2 separate regions of the Urocitellus parryii genome follow, and region 1 is linked to region 2. Evidence: chromatin contacts called from public Hi-C data. All regions are on one chromosome and are shown on one strand. Each heading gives the region's core, a stretch centred on a gene start, on an enhancer-like site or on the middle of the called end of the contact. The rest is flanking DNA. Distances are from core to core; before and after follow the strand shown. Region 1 holds the start of Spef2 (sperm flagellar 2). Region 2 holds the start of Capsl (calcyphosine like).

The links. A called contact is a pair of places that touch in the nucleus more often than the background predicts.
Region 1: a contact with region 2 is called in a Hi-C map of liver, with 2.7 times the contacts expected there. The contact joins the promoter of Spef2 here to the promoter of Capsl in region 2. A contact is called at or near these places in 2 of 2 Hi-C or Micro-C datasets (liver and muscle).

What each region holds. Positions count from the first base shown.
Region 1 is chr1:21,120,847-21,126,910 of mUroPar1.hap1, forward strand. It overlaps Spef2 (sperm flagellar 2), which reads right to left and starts at 2,644. Exons shown (of 40, transcript XM_077795544.1): 1 at 2,587-2,644. The coding sequence starts at 2,644.
Region 2 is chr1:20,774,105-20,780,324 of mUroPar1.hap1, forward strand. Capsl (calcyphosine like) reads left to right here and starts at 1,636. Exons shown (of 3, transcript XM_077795534.1): 1 at 1,636-1,772; 2 at 5,706-5,883. The coding sequence starts at 1,636.

The DNA of each region.
Region 1 (6,064 bases), core at 1,394-3,893, 350 kb after region 2:
TATATTCCATGATTTATAATCATGTCAAAATGAATCCTAATATTATATATAACTAAAAGGAACCAATAAAAATTTTTTAAAAATAAAAAGAATGCACATTTCATAAATCATAAAAATATGTCTAGGTCAGAAAAAGTGTGAAACAAATCAAATATTAGCTTGATTTTAGAGTCATTTTGATAATACCTAATTTCTGATTGTAAATAAGCAATCTGATTTATAAATTCAATCTTCTCCTGAGTGCCCCAGGGCACCAAATTCATGTGTCATGTTCATATCATTTGCCAGAATAAGTTATACTGCTGTTCTTCTTTCCATTAGAAATTGGTGACGTGACTAGAAAATAATGCTTAGATGTATTGTTAATGAAATACCTTAGAATACAAAAATGTCACTTAATGCAAAAATACATCTGGAATTCAATAATTCATTTTATAGTAAAAAATAGCATAAGGAATGTTATTGAAAGAAATATGAAAAATGTAATTTCACTTAGTATAAGAAAATTTCTTAGAATTTGCTTAAAGTAACAAAATAGAACTTCTGAAATCACAAAGTTCAACATTCAAGAATCCAAGGTGACATCAAGATGAAGAAATCTAAATAATATGGTACTTTTTCCTCTCATGTACTCTCATTTAATAAACAATTATTAAGTGCTCATTATGTAACAAGTGCTATATGAGGCACTATATATATTGCCTGTAAAAAAGTTGAAATAATGTTTATTGAACATCTAACAGATACTAGGAAGTCTGGTAGATGTTTTTAATTTACAGTTTCACTTGAGACCCCCTCAAATATACAATAGTTATTATTTTTCACTGAGTGTAAAATGTGGGACCAAAAGATTATTATTCTTACTTTGGATACTATAATAGCAAGACTTAGCAATACTTATTTTTTTGAACCCAGTTTTCTCTTTATTGCTCCTTTGATTCTATTGATAATATGTCTAAAATGACAGAATAATTTAAAATATGTGTGAAAAGAGTATTTACAATTTAAAATATATCCATATCCAGAATCCAATATAATATAGGCTGTTTTGTATACCCATCCTTACAAAGACTCTGACTTGTATAGTACATGGAATTTGAAGGTATCTTATTTATGGTTCGAGAATATTCAGTTATGATATTCTCATGCTCGTTTTCTCTTATGGTGAGTTCACAGGAATTTTGTTTTAAGGAGGCAGTGTTTATTCTTGAACATAACTGATGACTCTTAAAGAATTGTTCAGCAAATCTTTTTTTTTTTTTTAAAGAGAGAGTGAGAGAAGAGAGAGAGAGAGAGAGAGAGAGAGAGAGAGAGAGAGAGAGAGAATTTTTTAATATTTATTTATTTTTTAGTTCTCGGCGGACACAACATCTTTGTTGGTATGTGGTGCTGAGGATCGAACCCGGGCCGCACGCATGCCAGGCGAGCGCGCTACCGCTTGAGCCACATCCCCAGCCCCAGTTCAGCAAATCTTTCAGTAACATTTCACTTGCTTATTTTTCATTATAAATTGAATTTTTGAATTCCAGGTGTAATTTTGTACTGATCAACTTTTTGTTTTCCAAAATATTTCATTAATGTATACATCTAAGCATTGTTTTCTAGGAAAATGGTCTGTTTAAATCTAACTCACTGAAGATTATTAGCTTTGGTTACATAGATTGGAATCTACAGGTGACCTAAGGTTGAGCATGCATCACAACCCACTGGTAGCAAATTGACAATGATGCAAGAGTTCGTCTGGGAAAACAAAATGAAGGTGATTGCACTGAAAACCTTCTTGCCAAGGGGAAAAAAACAAACCTACCACCTTAAAATGAATTCCCACTAAATAAACAACAAAGAGGATGAGACGTGTAATACTGTATTGGAATGATTTGACTGTTACTGAGTTTGGAGGTGTGTATAACTGCCTCTGAGGTTAGGAGTTTGTTTGAGGTTAGGAGTTTGTTTTGTTTGTTTTTTGGTAACTTCATGTTTAGAATAAAATCAGGCTGGTAAATTAGGGAAGAGCAAATAGTAGCCAGAAATAGCTAAGTTTGTAAATTTGCAGCTTAACATTTCCAAAAGTGATAAATGTTAACTATTCCACATTAACCCATTGCACATACACTTTCCCCTGATGAGAGGTTAAATATGCAAAATCCGATTGGATCCATTTATACATAGAGAAAACACACTCAGAGAAGGCATTTTAACTTATCCACGGAATTTCCTATTCCATTGGCCTGTCAGCACACCATGCTTCTGATGTTGTGAAGGAGGCAATGTCAGGGTTAGACTGCTGAGACCAGCATAGGAGCCTTCCCTAAACTACCTCTGATTGCTTAGAAACACACAGTAGGTCAGAAACTGTGTTGTTGGGCCCACCGTGCTGATAGGAAATTCAGGAGTAGCAGAGTGGGGTATGTAAAAAGGCCAGCTGGGGTGTTCAGTGGGGCAGCTGGGGACAGGGTTGGGACAGTGCAGAGGGGGCGGAGCGCTGAGAGGGTGCAGGTGCCCACCTGCGCAGCTGGAGCCCCGCCCGCCACCTTCCACCAGCTAGTCTCGCTGGGCGCCCGCTCGCCCTCGCCCACGGGCACTCACTCACGGTCCGGGACAGCTTCAAATCTTGGTTGAGCCACTGACAGAGGATCTCAGACATGGCTCGCCCGCGCTTTGGACCTCAAGCAGGTGCTAGAAACTCTCCAGGAACCGGACTCTCTGGCTCGCGTCCTCCTGTTGCTCAGGGCAACCTGTTGCTAAGGAAGCGTCTCCAGGGTAGAGCCAGGTGACAAGTTCAAAGAAGAGGGGACGCAGAGCACAGCAGCAGGAGACAGAAATCGTGGCCCGCCCCCTGCTGGCGGGTAAGACCTGAGCGTGCGCACGCAATAGCAGGAGGCTGCTAAGGGTCGGCTAGCAATTATAAAACGAAATAAAAGGTTTCTTTTTAAAAGCGTTACCTGTCATTTGAATTATGTATCTTTCTCTTCTGTAAAAAAAAAAAAATCAAGTGTGAACTGCAAAGAGTTATTCTGAGATCACAAGCTGGATTGAAGAGTGGTGCTGTGTACTGAAATAAAATTTGTTGGGGAAAAAACAAAAACAAAAACCTGATTCTTTAAAAAATTATTGGAGACTTTTTTCATAATTGGAATTTTTGCACTATCAATTATGTCCAAGCTTGTAACTAGATATGACTGGGTCCTGATGTCTTTTTGAGCTGACTAGCTCTTTCATTTGAGGGGAAAAACAAAGAAATAAACAAACTACTTAACCTCTTGAACCTGTTTTCTTATCTGTAGAATAAGAAGGTTAATATTTGTTTCATAAAGTTGTGAGGATTAAATGAAAAATACACATATTAATGCCTGGCACATTGTAGAAGTCAGCATATGTTTCTTTCTTTTTCCTAAGGCTATGTGAATTTTTGCATTTTATTACTAGTTGGCTGAATTTTTAGTAGCTGAGAGTTGATTATGGTATTTCAAAGCTTTTGAGGCAATTATTTCATAGAGCTGATTTAATTTGATTTAAGAATAATGCACTATTTCTTCATAAATAGGTATTAATAGGCATAGACTTTTTAAAAAAACATTCTTAATTGGTCCTTCACCTGCCTTACATTCATTTCTTCATTTCTACTTCTCACCACTTTAGATCATTCTATTATCTCTCCTCAGTATGTTTTACAATGACCTTGCTCACTTGCCATTGATTGATGCAAAAAAAATATTTGTCCTCATGACCACAATAATCATTAGTCTGGGTTTCCTTGCTTTTTCTTCTCTGGTCTATCCTGTGCAACACGTACAATTGATATCCTTAAAACCCTATTCTATTCCTATACTCACTTTTGTGAATTGCACTAGAGCATTATTTACTTTCATGCAGAAAGTGGAATTCCTTTGGTGGGTCACTGAATAATCCTTAAGTGAAATAGTACCAGATAAACTTGAATAAAAAGTATCAGAGGACATTGCACGTAATAAGGCTAAATATATGGAAGGAATAAGTATTTGAGGGAAGGAAGAGCATCTTTGCTTTATTTGGGCAATTGTACATACTTGTGTGTATGTGTATATATGTATATATATGCCTATATGGGGGAAATTATTTCTTATCATGAGTCATAGTCAATAAAATTCCAAAGCCACTGTCCTAGAGGATGAAGACCTTATTGAAAGTTATTTATGATCTATCCTCACTCCAATCCTAACTATACACCAATCTTGTTCATATTTCTTTCCCAGGTCCCAACTTTTCTACCTCAACATTGGTCTTCCATCCTCCTCCTGCAAAAAGAGAAGTTTCTTTCCTAAAGTCAATCCTGTCTGTTCTTCAGGGTCTGGTTTATCAGCCACCACCTTCACTGAGCCTTCTCCTTCCCCCCTCCATTCTTCCAATCCCACCTGTATTCTGAAAGCTCAAAATAAGTGCTTTCCCTTTAGCTCTCATTCCAGACCCCTAATTCTTTCTAATTGCCAAGAAGAGGAGATAACTTCAGCTCTTGTTTTTATGGCAAACAATATTGTGAAATTTCAATTCCATTTCAAAATTCTTAGTCGTTTTTACCCTGAAGCAGATAGATACTTTGGGGTCTTATTTTCAATGTCTGTGTGGTTTGTCTTATATATGGATTGCATCTTTTTCAGGTAAACATTCAAATTTCCAGTCTTAGAAAGTAATTGGGTTTAAAATAAAATCAAGTTAAAAGACAAATTCAAAATTGTATTTCATATGAGAAAAATTGAATCACATGTTCTATAATTGAAGAAGATAAGCCAAAATTTATCAGAATTTTTTTCTAATTTCTTATTTCCCTATGCTGAATAGTCATAGGATCTAAATTAGTATTAAATCTATTAAGTTTAAGCTAAATTTAAATTTTATCTGTTAAATTTTGAGCCCTAAGTTTATGTCTGAGCCCTAAATTTATGTCCCTGCTCTAACAAAGAAATTAAGCATTAACAGTAAATCCTCTCAGCTTTGATGACTACAATCAAATTATTTTTATACCAATACCAAACTTGTGCAGATAGAGTGCCCATCTTATCTCTCTCACAGATTATACTTCTGAGAAAACTGAATCTCTGTTTGTGCCAAGTGTCACAATCAACTCCATTGTACTTTATCACTAAAAAACACTTTCCAGAGAATCAATGTTTGGATGAGTTAAGAAATCCTGAGAATCACTATTCTCTGTACTTTTACTCTTGATATTTCTTTATTATGATTTTGATATCCTATATGTATACAGCAGTTCATTCTATATTTCTGAATAATTGTGAGACTATTTTTAAATTTCATCTTGCTGTTTCTCCCGCCTTAAAAATCTGTAATTTTCCCTATTAAGATTATAGGGAGGCCTTTCAATTATTCCATAATTCTATTATTTTCTATTTGGTGAACCTTTATAATTCTGCATATTCATCAAAAATGACAATGGATCATGCTGATTCCTGGCTTTCTTCTTTCTGTCCAGTTGGACCAAAGCTGGTTCAAATTGAAATTCTTTCTGGAAATTATCATCGAAAGCCCCCCTTCCTCTCAACTTCAGTTGGCTGAGGTGCCCCAGTAAAATCTGAGATATGCGAATATATGTTTTTAATTCTCACGTACCCAAAATTTGGAGCTGTGCTTGCCAAAAGGGTCATTCAAGAAGTGCTGTCACATGAATGAGTGCAGCCAACCGGACTTTTAACATGCACCTCTCATTTTACCATCTACGTATTATGTTGTATGTTTATTATTCTTTGGTGTCATGGGCTGGATCCAATTCCTTTGTACTTAGGAGAATGACAATCACAAAAGGACATATGGGAACCGCTTCTTCCTACAGCTTGCTTCCAGGTATGGCCTGATGGAAGAGGTGTATCACACTTTTCATTTCCTAACTATCAACTGTAAAGCTGGAAAAAAGCATCTTTTCAGGTACTGGATGGGTAGTGCACACTCATCTCAGCTTTCTCAAAGAAATGAACACAAGACAGACCAAAGGTCTTGTGTGGAGGAAATTAAGATTGTAATATGAGGCTGATAGAAGTTCTGGATAGAATAATGGAGATGGAATAATGGAGAAGAA
Region 2 (6,220 bases), core at 386-2,885:
GGAAATCAGGAGGGAGGGCAGGAAGAAGGGATCCTGTTCATCAGCTGGAAGGAGGCTACTGGAGATGGGGTGAGTTCAGTGTGTGCTCCTCTGTGTTGTCTAGTCGAGCCTCAGTTTTCGGTTTGAGATTCCCTTTCCTGAAAGTTAAATACTGAATACTTTATAGGGAGACCTTTCAGGGTGTGATAGGAAAACAGTTGGTACAGGGGAGGGCCCAATCCCCAGGGCTGCCATCTTTGATAAAAATAATTCTGTCCTTACACGGTCCTCAAGGCAAGTGCCAGAATTTGGACAGCCAGGGAGCCCTGAAGTCAAGGGTAGAGCACCATTTATTGTCTTGTGTGCACTGAATGCCATTCTTCCTACCCTCTTGCTCTTTTTATTTGGAGCTCAACGTAAGGTAGCTTCTAGAATCTTCCATCCACTGGGTGAGTGGACTCATGGAGATTACTGGTTTTTGGAGTCGGAATGAAGTTTAAAGATCATCTAAGCCAACTGAGAAGGAGACAGTGGAGGCTTTGAGATGGGCTCTGATGTCAGGGGGTGGGTCGGGATGGCAGTGGAGAGGTGGGACTGGGACCTGAGTCCCCAGGCTCCCGGTGCCCAGTGCTCTTTCCACCACTGTGGAAGTTCTGAGAACTGAAAGGAGGAATCAGTTCACCACACCACCCTTCCCTCCTGTTCTGAAAACTCAAATCACAAAAGCCAAGCTGGAGAAAACGATATCTTTTTGTATGTGTGTCAGCTGAGAGATAGTAAATATAGATTTTTTTTAAGTTGTTGATAGACCTTTATTTATTTATTTATATGTGGTGTTGAGAATTAAACTCAGTGCTTCACACATGCCAGGCAAGTGCGCTACCTCTGAGCCCCAGCCCCAACCCTGTTTAAAATATTTCTGTCTTAAGAACCCTGTTGCTGGGTGTGGTGGTGCCTCCAGCAGCTTGGGAGGCTGAGAAAGGTCGATCGTGAGTTCAAAGCCAGCCTCAACAAAAGCAAGATGCTAAGCAACTTAGTGAGACCCTGTCTCTAAATAAAATACAAAAATAGGGCCGGGGATGTGGCCCTGAGTTTACTCCCTGGGACCCCCTCCCCCAACAAAAGAACCTTGTTAATGGGCACATACCTGCTAATCAAGGAGAACACACTGATTGCTGGTAAGAATCATCAGGGCCCTAGTGTTGAGAATCTCAGGGAAGACAGAAGCAATGAAAATCAGTGTTTAGACCAAAGAGGAGACTCTTAATTAAACGTGGAGTGAGGGAATATGGAGAAATCTAAATAAAATGACATAGGATACGTGGTTGTTTCTAAAAGAGGGTGGAGAAGGAGAACTTGGACTTTTTATGGAGGGAGGAGGGCTTCAGAATGAGAAAATGGCTTTGTATTCATTGTTGAGCTGGGGAAAGCAGATGGCCTCGGGACACGGTCCAGTAAGTAATAAATATGCCAGGCACACAGTCCGCTTGGTTAAAAATTGGAAATTCTGGGAGGAGGTTTGAGACTATTCCTGGGAGATCTGATGGCAAAGTGAGCTGTAAATTTCCTTCTCAGCAAGATTGCTATCTCCTGTTCAGCCAGAGGCAGGTGGTGCGGCGGGGAGCTCTGCTAATGTGCTGTGAACTCTCCTCTCAGATGGCAGGGACAGCACGCCATGACCGAGAGATGGCCATCCAGTCCAAGAAGAAACTCACCACGGCCACGGATCCCATTGAGAGACTCCGACTGCAGTGCCTGGCCAGGGGCTCTGCAGGTATCAAAGGACTTGGCAGGTAGGATGCAGGAGAGGCTGGGGGGGTCCAGGTGAGGCTAGAAGTGCTTCGTGATCTTGGGCCGAGTTATTCCCTTACTTGTGAAATGCAGAGTTTGGAAGAGTTGATCTCTCAGGTCTCTTGTGACCATTTTTAGTTCTTAATCCCAGATTCAGCAAGGCCCAGGTGCAGCTGAAAGAGGGCAGGGCTCCCGAGGTAAGGGGAGAGGCACAGCCAGGTAGCACAGACTCCGAGCAGGACAATGAGACAGGAGCTCCCTGAAACTGGGATAGGACCGGCTGGGTTGGAAGAGGGAGGAAAGGACAGTGGTTTGGCAGTGATTATAGAATTTGGGGTTCTGTTCTCAGGCAGTCTTGTCTTTCTCAGCTCTAGTGGCACTGGGATTGCCTGTGGTGTCTGCCATGGGTGTCTTTGTCTTGTTGAGCCAATCCTCACACTCTCTGGTAGTGTGTCACCCTCAGGGCTGAGAAACCCAAGGGCAAAAGGAGACTGTGAGCCCCTAAGGGCAGACCCTGTGCATTATAACAAACTACACTGAGAGTCTGCTGTGGGCCAGACGATTCCCGGTGAACTAGGCTTCTCCGGTTCCCATGGAGTCATGTAAATGGGGCCCTGGGTGGTGGGAGCAGTTGTATATTGGAGAAGTACAGAAAGTCAGTGGGAGAGACACCCAACTCTGCATCCAGAGGTTGTGGAAGGCTTTAGGTCCATCTGATATCACCTTAAACCATCCCAGGTCTCAGACTTGGAGCTCTATCAGAGGCCCAGGCTACAGGTATGTGAAGCCGGGTGACCACATGGTCCCAGTCCAAAGGCAAGTCCTCTTCCTTCAGTACCGTGTCTCTTCAACCTCTCCCTGTTTCTCAGAGCAGTCCCCTTAGGGACCCTGCTTTACCCTCTACTTCCTGGTCCATCATTCAGTCCACTCCTTCCTGCCAATGGTGCCCTCTCCACCTGTTGGTGCCATTACACCCTGCACTTTCTTCAGCCCTTCACTGTGAACAGATGTTACCTCATCCCTGGCCTCTCTTACTGGCCTCTGCCTTCTCTAAGTCTCTCCTCAACTCAATGGAGGCAGCTCCTTCCCTCCACCCTGCACTAGGGTCTGTTGACAGGTAGACACTCTCCTTCACTCTGATCCCAGATCCCAGGAAATATTCCCTCCTTTTGCTCATTTCCCCACCCCCACCCCCAGCCTGCCTTTGAAGGGCATGTCCTCAGGGTAAGCTCTACTATTCGCCAACTCCAGGACACGTTCTTCTGTGAAGGGTTGGCTCCTAGAACAATCTTTCCACTCGGTCTGGAGTCTTTCTTCTGACTAAGACCAGAATGAGTCTATCATGACTTTGGCACCTTTGCTTTTTTGACTTCAAAGTCTGATGGTTTCCAACAGTTTTCCTTCTCAGTCATTCCCAATTATGACACAAATGTAGACGTTACCCAAGATTCTTTTGCCAGCATCTTTAATTCACTATACATCTCACCCACTCCGGAGTTGAGCTCATCTTTACTCTGGCTCCTTCCACATTCTCAGCATCAAGTCTTCTCCTGGGCTCCAAACTCATCACGTAATTTATATCCCCTTCTTCTTCTTCTTCTTCTTTTCTTCTTCTTCTTCTTCTTCTTCTTCTTCTTCTTCTTCTTCTTCTTCTTCTTCTTCTTCTTCCTTGTTAACTAGCCAGTTACCTACTGAGTATCTTTAATAGTTGTGTTACTGTTCAAAATAAAATAAAATTAATCATCCCTTCTTGCAAACAGAGCTTCCCCTGCAGTCCTGACCCTTTCAGTCACTCTAACAGTTCCTTGGGTTGGAAACTCAGGAAGTACCTTCATTGACCACCACATTGATGACTCTACTTCTACAACATCTTGTGATCTCTTTTCTTATCTTTATCTCAATTGCTTATGTGCAGGCACTGAGCATCTTTCCTAAGATTTTCTTACGGTTTTCTTTGCTCTCAGGCTTTTGTCTTCCAATCATTCAATCGCTATTGTTAGAGTTCTATTAACTTTTATTTTTATGATGTCACTTCTCATGAAAACTACTGAATAATGACTGTTCTTCTGAGTTTTTCTGTCTCTCAATAAGCTCTTTAAAAGGACAGAGATGGAGTCTCATTACCTTTGTATTCCTCCTCACAGGGCTTAGTGCAAAGTTTGGCACCTTATAAGTGCCTAATCAATATTAAATTTTATTGAATAACATAAGGTGCTTAAATGACACATCATTTATTTTGAATTTACATATATCTTATAAATTTACATATATTTTACAAAGAAAACAGATCAATCCATTTCCTGTATCAGTGTGATTTGTTTGTTAATTTATCATTTGTTCATCCAGAAAGCGAATTTTGACAGAATGACCATAACATTGTAAACATGTAACAGCAAAATAAATAAATAAATAGATAGATAGCTAAAAATAGTCAAGTCTCCTCCCTCTGGAATCTATGTGATGCTCTCATGCAAAGTGTTCTTTTTGATTTTTACATAAAGTGTGAAATTCAGAGGAGTAAGAATCTATATTATTGTTACAAATAACTAACATAGACAAAAGCATAAGTTGTGACTTCAAAATTGTACATTATTTTAGCATTCATGTGGAACTAAAGATTAACTGACTGAGTCTCTTACAGCAAAGTGAGACCCAGGAAAGTCACAACGTATGCCTAAAGTCACAAAGCCAGTTTACCAGAAGAACTGAAAATCAAGCTCAGGTTTTTGAGATCCTAACGGAGAACTCTCTCTACCTGTCAGAATACTAGCGAGACAGAAAATGCCCAGAGCTGTTCTGAGGGTAGTGGCAGATGATAGAGGAGAAAGGGAATGTGTGAAGGAGGAAGATCATGTAATAGGGTGTGGTGAGATGGATGGAAGACCTGAAGCATAACAATTAAACAAAATTAGAAGCTATGTTATTTCTTTCATGAGAAGGACATGAGTACCTTGTGGGTGGAGGTGATCCAACATAGTTGGATATAATGAGGCATGTTTCTAGGTGCAGTCTTTCTGTAACTAACACAGTGTTTATATGTTTTATATGGTCAGTGGATTATGTTGAAAAAATGAAAACCAACATTTATACTCTATGATAGGTTCTGGGGATCTTATCAAGAAACATAGCTTAAAATAGGATTTTTGATGTACTGACTTATATATTTTTTTGCTTTCCTTTAATTGAAAGATGGAAAGGGTTTGGGTCTTTTTGAGTCAATAAGCAAAGTTTGGATGCCTAAAAAAATTTATATATGGTGGGAGTTCTCCATTACTGTAACAAAATACCTGGGAGAAACAAGTTACCAGGAAGGAAAGGTTTATCTTGGCTCATTATTTCCATGACCACTCTGTTGCTTTTGGGCCTATGGTGAGGTGGCACATCCTGGTGAGGAATGCATGGTGGAGCAAAGCTAGTCACCTCATGGCAGCTGGGAAGCAAAGAGCAAAAAAAAAAAAAAAAAAAAAACTGGAAGAGGCTGTGGTCCCAATGTCCCCTTCAAGGGCACCCCTGATGAGCTAACTTCCTTCCCATGAGACATACCTCCTAGAAGTTCCTCCATCTCCCAATAGTTCCATAGGCTCTTGACCAAGCCTTTAACATGGGCCTTTCCGGCACATGTCATATAATTAGAATCCCACAGTGCAATTGTGCATGTGTATGTGTATGTGTGTGTGTGTGTGTGTGCGCGTGTGTGTGTGTATCTGTGTGTGTGAATGTGCATGTGTGTGGTTTAGGGTTTATTTTTCTTTTTGAGAAGCTGAGAAGAGGCTTTCCAATTTTGGCAGGGCACAGAGAAGAATCTCAGACTTCTGTATTTCACTTTGAAAAACTTTGAGTCATTTTCTTTTTTAAATCTTTACACTTATACCTTGTTCTTTGTGGGGAATTTTTGCTTTTGTTTTTTACTTTATGTGTGCATGTGTTTTCTTCAGAGTGTTTCGAATTATGGATGACAATAACAACCGAACCCTTGATTTCAAAGAATTTGTAAAGGGGTTAAATGATTATGCTGTAGTCATGGAAAAGGAAGAGGCTGAAGAGCTTTTCCGGAGATTTGATAAAGATGGAAATGGAACAATAGACTTCAATGAATTTCTTCTCACTTTAAGAGTAAGTAGGCTGTGAATCAGGGTGATCTGCCAAGTTTGGCTTTCACGTGGTTTGGTTCGGCTACTTTGAGGTTTGGTTTTCGCAAGTTGTTTGTACACTGTGGGCAGGAGACTGCAAATGGGCTGAGAGCCTGTTGTGGGCAATCATAGTGCATCTCATGTAGTGATACACAAGCTGGTCCACGTTATGGAGGGAGTAAGATATTTCATCATGTGTAATACAGGAAAGGCTCATTGGCATATGTGTGTACGTGTATGTGTCTGTTCATCTAGCCTCCCATGTCCAGAGCCAGAAAAGAGGTAATCATGCAAGCTTTCAGAAAGTTAGACAAGACTGG